Linked DNA regions of Gossypium hirsutum: region 2 is linked to region 1. A link is a contact called in public Hi-C data. All regions are on one chromosome and are shown on one strand. The core of a region is the stretch at or near the end of the contact, and the rest is flanking DNA. Distances in the headings are between cores, read along the strand shown.

Region 1 (3,202 bases), core at 102-2,601:
AGTGAGGACAAATATGTTTTTTTAGGAACCTTTCTTTGAGTACAAAATCATATGTATATTGAGTTATTATTTTGTAGCTTAGTTTGTTCTAAGTAGGAATAACATGTTTAGTGAGAAAATTCACTTTAAATGTACGAGATTAAAGGTACAATAATTTTAGAATTGGTTGAGCTTGAATTAATATTTTGCTTAAGACTTATTTCATGGATTCATCTCTGAATAAGGTATTACCAATATACATAAACATCTTCAGTTTTGAAATATTTTTTCTAAAGTAACAATGACAAAGTTATAATAGCATTAGCAAAAGTACTTAATCTTCCTGATGCTTTATACCAAAAGATATGATATTGCTAGGCCTTTATCTTATTATAATGGTTTGAATCACTCTTATTAAATTATTTCAATCCATTGGTTGAAAAATTTTGAAATGCATTTTTATAGAAAATTAATAATAAATCATTAAAAGTATTAATTTTAACTATCAAAAATCAAAATGTGACAATTTTATTAAAATAGAAGGTAAGAAGTTGTCTCTAAACAATGATTGAAAATGATATTTACCGATGTTGAATCAAATAAAAATATTGGTGAAATACCGACATACTAATAAATCTCAAGCAAAGGATGCGATCATGTTTGCATCAAAATTTCACTCCCTTCCATTAGTCATTAACCCTAGCGAAAGCATTTTTCACTTCCATTTGTAAGTAAAGGACAAGCGTTGGTAAAAACAGAAAAAGAAAAGAGAAGCGGAGGGGAAGGGGAAGGGGAAGGGGAAGTAGAAGAGACGCGCGAAAGGTAAGCGAGTGAAGAAGGAGAAAAGGGTAAAAAGAAAATAGGAGGGGCAATCCATTGGTGAGATAATGGAAGGAAAGAGGGAAAGATGGGCCTCTTCCCGTACTCTTGGATGGGACTTTTCTGGAAAGTTTTTCCTTTTCCTAACATTATTCTCATTTCCTTTTATGTTTCCAAACGCTCCTTCCTTTTCTTCTACTTCACCTTTTTTTTTTTTTAATTTTAACTTCCCCTTTTTCTTTTTAACCATTCTTATATATATTTTTTACGGTAAAAAGTAAAAACTAGATTTGTCAAAGCATATGGAACTATTTGACTAATCCGGTTGCTATTCCTCTGTTCTGAATATAACAACATATTTAGACTTTGCTTTTGTTTTATGCTAATTTCAAAATTTAAATAAAACCAACGAAATTTACCTTTTGTAGGTTTAAACCAAAGAATTTAAAAATTTCACAACTTCTTCTACTCTAATCACCAAATTTCATTGATTTTTTCAATATTGGTTTTTAAAAACAGAGCCTGAAAAGAAAAATTGAACTTATTTAGAAACAAAAACAAATTTCTTTCATTCATTCATTTATCAGAGAAAGTTAAAGTACAAAAAAAGAAAAACAAAAGCTAAGAGAGAGAAGAAAAAAAATAAAAGAAAACTACTAATAAAGGAGATTGTGGATGCTTAGCTCAAACTGGCCTCGTCTATGCTGTATTGGGCAGTCAGGTTTATAGCAGATATTCTAACTTAAGCTAACCTCTCCTCTCCCTTGCCTTCCTACCTATACTACCTTTTAGCTAACTCACAACTCTCCTAGGTTTTCTTTTTCTTTTATTACTCATTTATTTGTTCCACCTTTATATATAAAGAGAAAAAGAGATAAAAGAGACAGTTTTTAGCTCTCTCTCTCTCTGAATTCTCTGGTTTTTTTCTTCTTTTTTATTACTTCTAAGAGAAGATGGTGATCGTGAATTTTTAAGTTGTTCTCTTTTGAAGGATACATATCAAGTTTCATCAAGATTATAAGTAGGGGAAGTTGTGAAAAGAGAGGCGGGAAAATGTGGGATCTTAATGACTCTCCTTATCAGCAACCTAGAGACGATGAATCCGAGGGGTGTTCATCACAGAAAACTTCTGTAGATGGAGATGAAGATAAGGGTAAACGGGTCGGATCCGTTTCGAATTCGAGCTCTTCAGCTGTGGTGGTGGAGGATGGATCGGAAGAAGAAGAGGGAGAGAGGGTTAAAGCAGCTTTAAAGAAGCGAAGCAACAAGATGATTTTTGGGTTCCCGGTGCCTGGTGAAGGAGTTTTCACGGAGAACAGTGATCCGGCTCCAGTGACCCGTCAGTTTTTCCCGCTTGATCAAGACCCGGAAATGGGGGCCAACTGTGTCGGAAGTGGACCAGGGTTCCCTCGTGCTCACTGGGTTGGTGTCAAATTCTGTCAATCGGAGCCTCTCCCCCATGCTAAATCTGTTGAAGTTTCTCAGCCCATGAAGAAAAGCAGGAGAGGACCCAGGTCAAGAAGCTCTCAATATAGAGGAGTTACCTTTTATAGAAGAACTGGCAGATGGGAGTCTCATATCTGGTTTGTTAATTTCTGTTTTTTTTTCTAACAAAGCTTTGAATTTTCTTGTTTTTTTTTCCCTCGAGCCAATCAGAATTTAAGCCTTTTTTTTCTTTGGGTTTGTCATTTAACGTACAGGGATTGTGGAAAGCAAGTTTACTTAGGTATGGCTATTTTTTCTTTTTTTAAAAAATACATTTTGAGACAGATTTTGTTTTTGCAATTTAATGTTTTGTGAGTTAGATAAGATGGGTCTTTTTCTTCTCATCGGCTTTGATTATATATAGGTGGATTCGACACAGCACATGCAGCTGCTCGGTAAGTCCTCAAGTTTTAACCTTTTTTTCTGTTTTTCAAAGCAAAAAAGAAAAACAAATAGAAGTTTTAAGAAAGTTTTCCTTCATTGTTTGTGGCAGTGCATACGATAGGGCAGCAATCAAGTTCCGGGGAGTTGAAGCCGACATAAATTTTAGTATTGAAGATTATGAAGATGACTTGAAGCAGGTGAGACTCAGAGAGAGAGAGAGAGATGAAAACATTGCATAGTTTATCTTATCTTTGAGTGGTTCTACTTCTATCTTTATCTTGTAAAGTTTCTTTCTTTTTCTTTTTTTTATTTCTGGCTTTATATTTTGTTGGTCTGGAGACACGTAAATCACATCGTTCACAAAAGGGAAGATTCTTTTTGTTGTTTTAACAGATGTGTAACCTAACCAAGGAAGAATTTGTGCACGTACTTCGCCGACAAAGCACCGGATTTCCTCGAGGAAGCTCCAAATATAGAGGAGTCACCTTACACAAATGTGGCCGATGGGAAGCTAGAATGGGCCAATTATTAGGCA
Region 2 (3,461 bases), core at 768-3,267, 190 kb before region 1:
TTTCCTATGCAACTAAATTTGGTATGAACAAGAGTCTTGTTCTTATTGGGGTTGGATGCTCGTTTCACTAAACACAAATCCAATTTCTTACTTCTAACATTGAATATTGTAAATCCAGAATATCTTTCAATTTAATTATAATGCAGATAAACAACAAAGCTCCCAAACTGAGTGTGAAGACCCTAATGTCTGTTTCAATTAATCCAAGAGCAACATAGCAATTATGGCATCACCACCAGCCTTTTTCAATTTTCCTGATTGACAGCTTAACCATCAGTTTTGTTTTGATGAAACAATATTTTTTTATTTTATTTTTTATGTTTGCAGTTAGAGAAAGGGTAAAAATATTTACACTTAGGGTCTGTTTGATTGCCAGTAAAATATTTTCCGTAAAATGATTTCTGGAAAATATTTTACTTTTCTGTAAAATGATTTACTGGAAAATATTTTCTTGTGTTTGATTGAATCTGTGTAAAATATTTTCTACTGTTTGACAGATTCCCTCAAAATATTTTCTGAAAAGTTTGTTTTTACATATATTAATATATATTAATAAATTTTTATATTTTAAATTATTTTTACATATATTGCAATGATTTATTTATAATAATACTCAATTATTAAGCTACAATATTAATCGTTATAAATTGAAAAAAATAATATCAAATAAATTATTTGTAATTGTGTTAAAAAACAAGTATTGAATAATTAAAAAAAAAGTTACTGGAAAATCGATAAACAGAAGAAGTTTTCTACCGGAAATGAAGGAAGGAATGAAGGAGGCGATAGAGAGGAGAGCACGGAAAATGTCTTACGGAAATTGAAAGGGTAAGACATTTTCCCTAAATTGTTACCCATTTTCTGTTGTTTTGGAGTTCATTTTCCAAATGGAAAATGTTTTCTGCCAATCAAACACTGGAAAAGTTGGAAATGATTTTCCGGAAAATCAATTCCGTCAATCAAACAGACCCTTAATTTGATAAGTACTCGGACTTAATTTGTTGGCAGTCCTATTCCCTAGTTAAGTATGAACAATAATTTTTAATTAAGAGGAATTGGGCTCAATCTAATTTTGGGTGTGTGCCTACGCCAACCTTTAACTTAATAGCTTAGCATAAGGGAGAAATTGAGCCCAAGTTGTACCCTTCTACAGCTACTCTTCTTCATCAGGACCATCTTATATTTTTTAATAATATAAATATTAATTCCATCAAATGCGAGATTTATACGAGGAATTTTATTTGGATTAAATTTTTCAAAATCCTTTATTTATTTAAGAAAATGTATTGAAGAATTTTAAAATTTGTGAATAGTTTCAATAGAGATTTTAACAGCTCAAATTTCTTTCTTAAATCCCACTTAAAAGAAGTGGTTTTTCAAAAGTCATCGTAATTTTAATTTTTTTAATACAAATGGTTGCACCATAAGATAAAAAAAACTTAAACTTCAAAAATAATTTTTATTTAATTATAATATATCATTTTTAAAACTTATTTTATTAAAATTATTTATAATTTTTACTAATATAATGATATCCATATTAATTATTATTTTTAATTCGTAATATTCCAATAAATTAAAATTTTTAAATAAATTATTATCCAAACAAAATGCAAAGAGTTAATGAACATTTTAAAATTATCAAAATTTTTCATCCAAAACACAATCTAAAAGGAAACCCTCTAATTCTGCAAACTGGGGTGCTTAACCGGAAGCTAAATTTTAGAGGTGAAGCTCAGAGGCGCAAAGTAATGTTGAAAAAGATTAAATCAAATATAGTGAAACAAATGGTTAAAGTTTAGTGCTGATTTTTCAAGATTTAATGTCTGCTTATTATATCCCTCCTTCAATTATAACATTACAAAAAAAACTAATAATAATTCAAGACGAAAGAAAAATTTGAAATCTTCTTTGCCAAGACATTTAAATTTTACTCTTCATTCATAAGGACCCAGCGACAACGGTCCAAGGCAACCAAAAAACAAATAAACAAGGCCTCGGCCCACCACAGAACAATCCCACATAATAAAAACCACCAAAATCGATTCATCTTTCTTATGAAGGCATTTGCCAAACTGTGATGTTCAACAATTTCTGTCTATTCCGGTTATCATGCTTAGGTCGAGTGATACTTCTTACAACAACCCAGATTGATTTTAAGTGTCAAAGATGTGGAGCACCTTCAGATAAAAGGGACAAAGTCAGAATTGTTGATCAGGAGTGGGGAGCCCATATATTTTTATCACAAAACTTATATATTTTATAAAAAAAATTTAAATTTTTTTTAAAAAAATCTTTGATATACTTTGGGGCCAAACACAACTTTGTCCTCTTTTTTCAACACTAACTATAAAATCAAAATAAAATTTTTTAAACCTAAAGAGGCTTAAAAGAAATTTCATAAGATTTAAGGGGATTGCCAGCCACCTAAATTTGCGTCTATTCAGAGACAACTTTTCATGCCATTCGAGATTGTCAGGTTTTTCATAAAACCCCTATTTTAAGGTGGGTTTGAATGAACAGTGCGTTTACATGCGGTTAGTATAAAAATAGCGGTGACAGATATTATAGCATGAGACAAAAAGTAAACTAAATACACCACACTACACTCAATTGACATTCAAACCTACCCTTAATTGGTATTAATGATGCTTTGTTGCATGTTGATGTGACTAGTAGTATTGATTGCCTCAAGTCTATGAGGAGGTTGCTTGACAAAGAAGCTTTTACAAGCTTGCTAGTCTTAACGTGATACCTTCGAATAGTGCAGAATAATGAGATTGTTGAGGGGTGGAGGACCTCTCCTTAGCCTTGGACTATGCGCACGGATTGCACCATGACTTTCGACTGCATAGGCCTATGTTGCCGAAAGAGCCAAGGATCAAATATTGGCAGCCCCTCTTGATGCCACAATGAAGGTTAAAATGGATGCCGCCTTTGATGCATCAACAAGGGAAGTTGGATTGGGGACTGTGGTGTGGGATGCTTACGGCATTGCTTGTAGTGGCACGGCAAGGGATATGGGCGATGCACATGACTCCTATTGGGCAGGGCCCATGATAATCTTTAGGAAATCCGATTTGCACATAATGAAAGATATCCTTATGTTTGTTTTAAAGAATGATTCTTTCTTAATTATTTCTAAACTTGATTCTTTATTATGGACTTAACTTTATGAGTCATTTGTTGCATGATGCTCCCACTTTGGTCATTTCATTTTTCAAATATATAGTTGGAATGGGCAATCGTTTAGCATATAACTTAAGTCGTATGAGTTCAAATAAAATAGATAAATTTAGTTCTAAGTTGAATTGTCCACAATGTTTTTCTTAAAAGAATAATTCACAACGTTTCACATGTTAATAGAACCACCTTTTTTGACATTTATATTAAAAAAAAAACACACATTATTTCATGACTTCAATCAATCTCTTGGGAGTTCAATCTTTGCGTCTCCTAAA

What was found. Hi-C and Micro-C count contacts between places; a contact is called where the count stands out from the background.
Region 2: a contact with region 1 is called in a Hi-C map of leaf, with 4 times the contacts expected there. The contact joins the enhancer-like site here to the promoter of LOC107913226 in region 1. A contact is called at or near these places in 19 of 34 Hi-C or Micro-C datasets (anther, callus, cotyledon and 5 more).

The regions. Positions count from the first base shown.
Region 1 is chrD11:25,981,437-25,984,638 of Gossypium_hirsutum_v2.1, reverse strand. It overlaps LOC107913226 (floral homeotic protein APETALA 2), which reads left to right and starts at 1,351. Exons shown (of 10, transcript XM_041103938.1): 1 at 1,351-2,381; 2 at 2,499-2,524; 3 at 2,648-2,678; 4 at 2,777-2,864; 5 at 3,061-3,202. The coding sequence starts at 1,852.
Region 2 is chrD11:26,176,632-26,180,092 of Gossypium_hirsutum_v2.1, reverse strand. No RefSeq gene overlaps it. Among protein-coding and RNA genes, the nearest start is that of LOC107913223, 21 kb to the left of the region's middle. Within about 2 kb of position 2,017, at least 3 of the 9 cell types and tissues checked have an H3K27ac peak or open chromatin away from gene starts, as enhancers often do. A contact at or near this core is called in leaf, where this site is marked.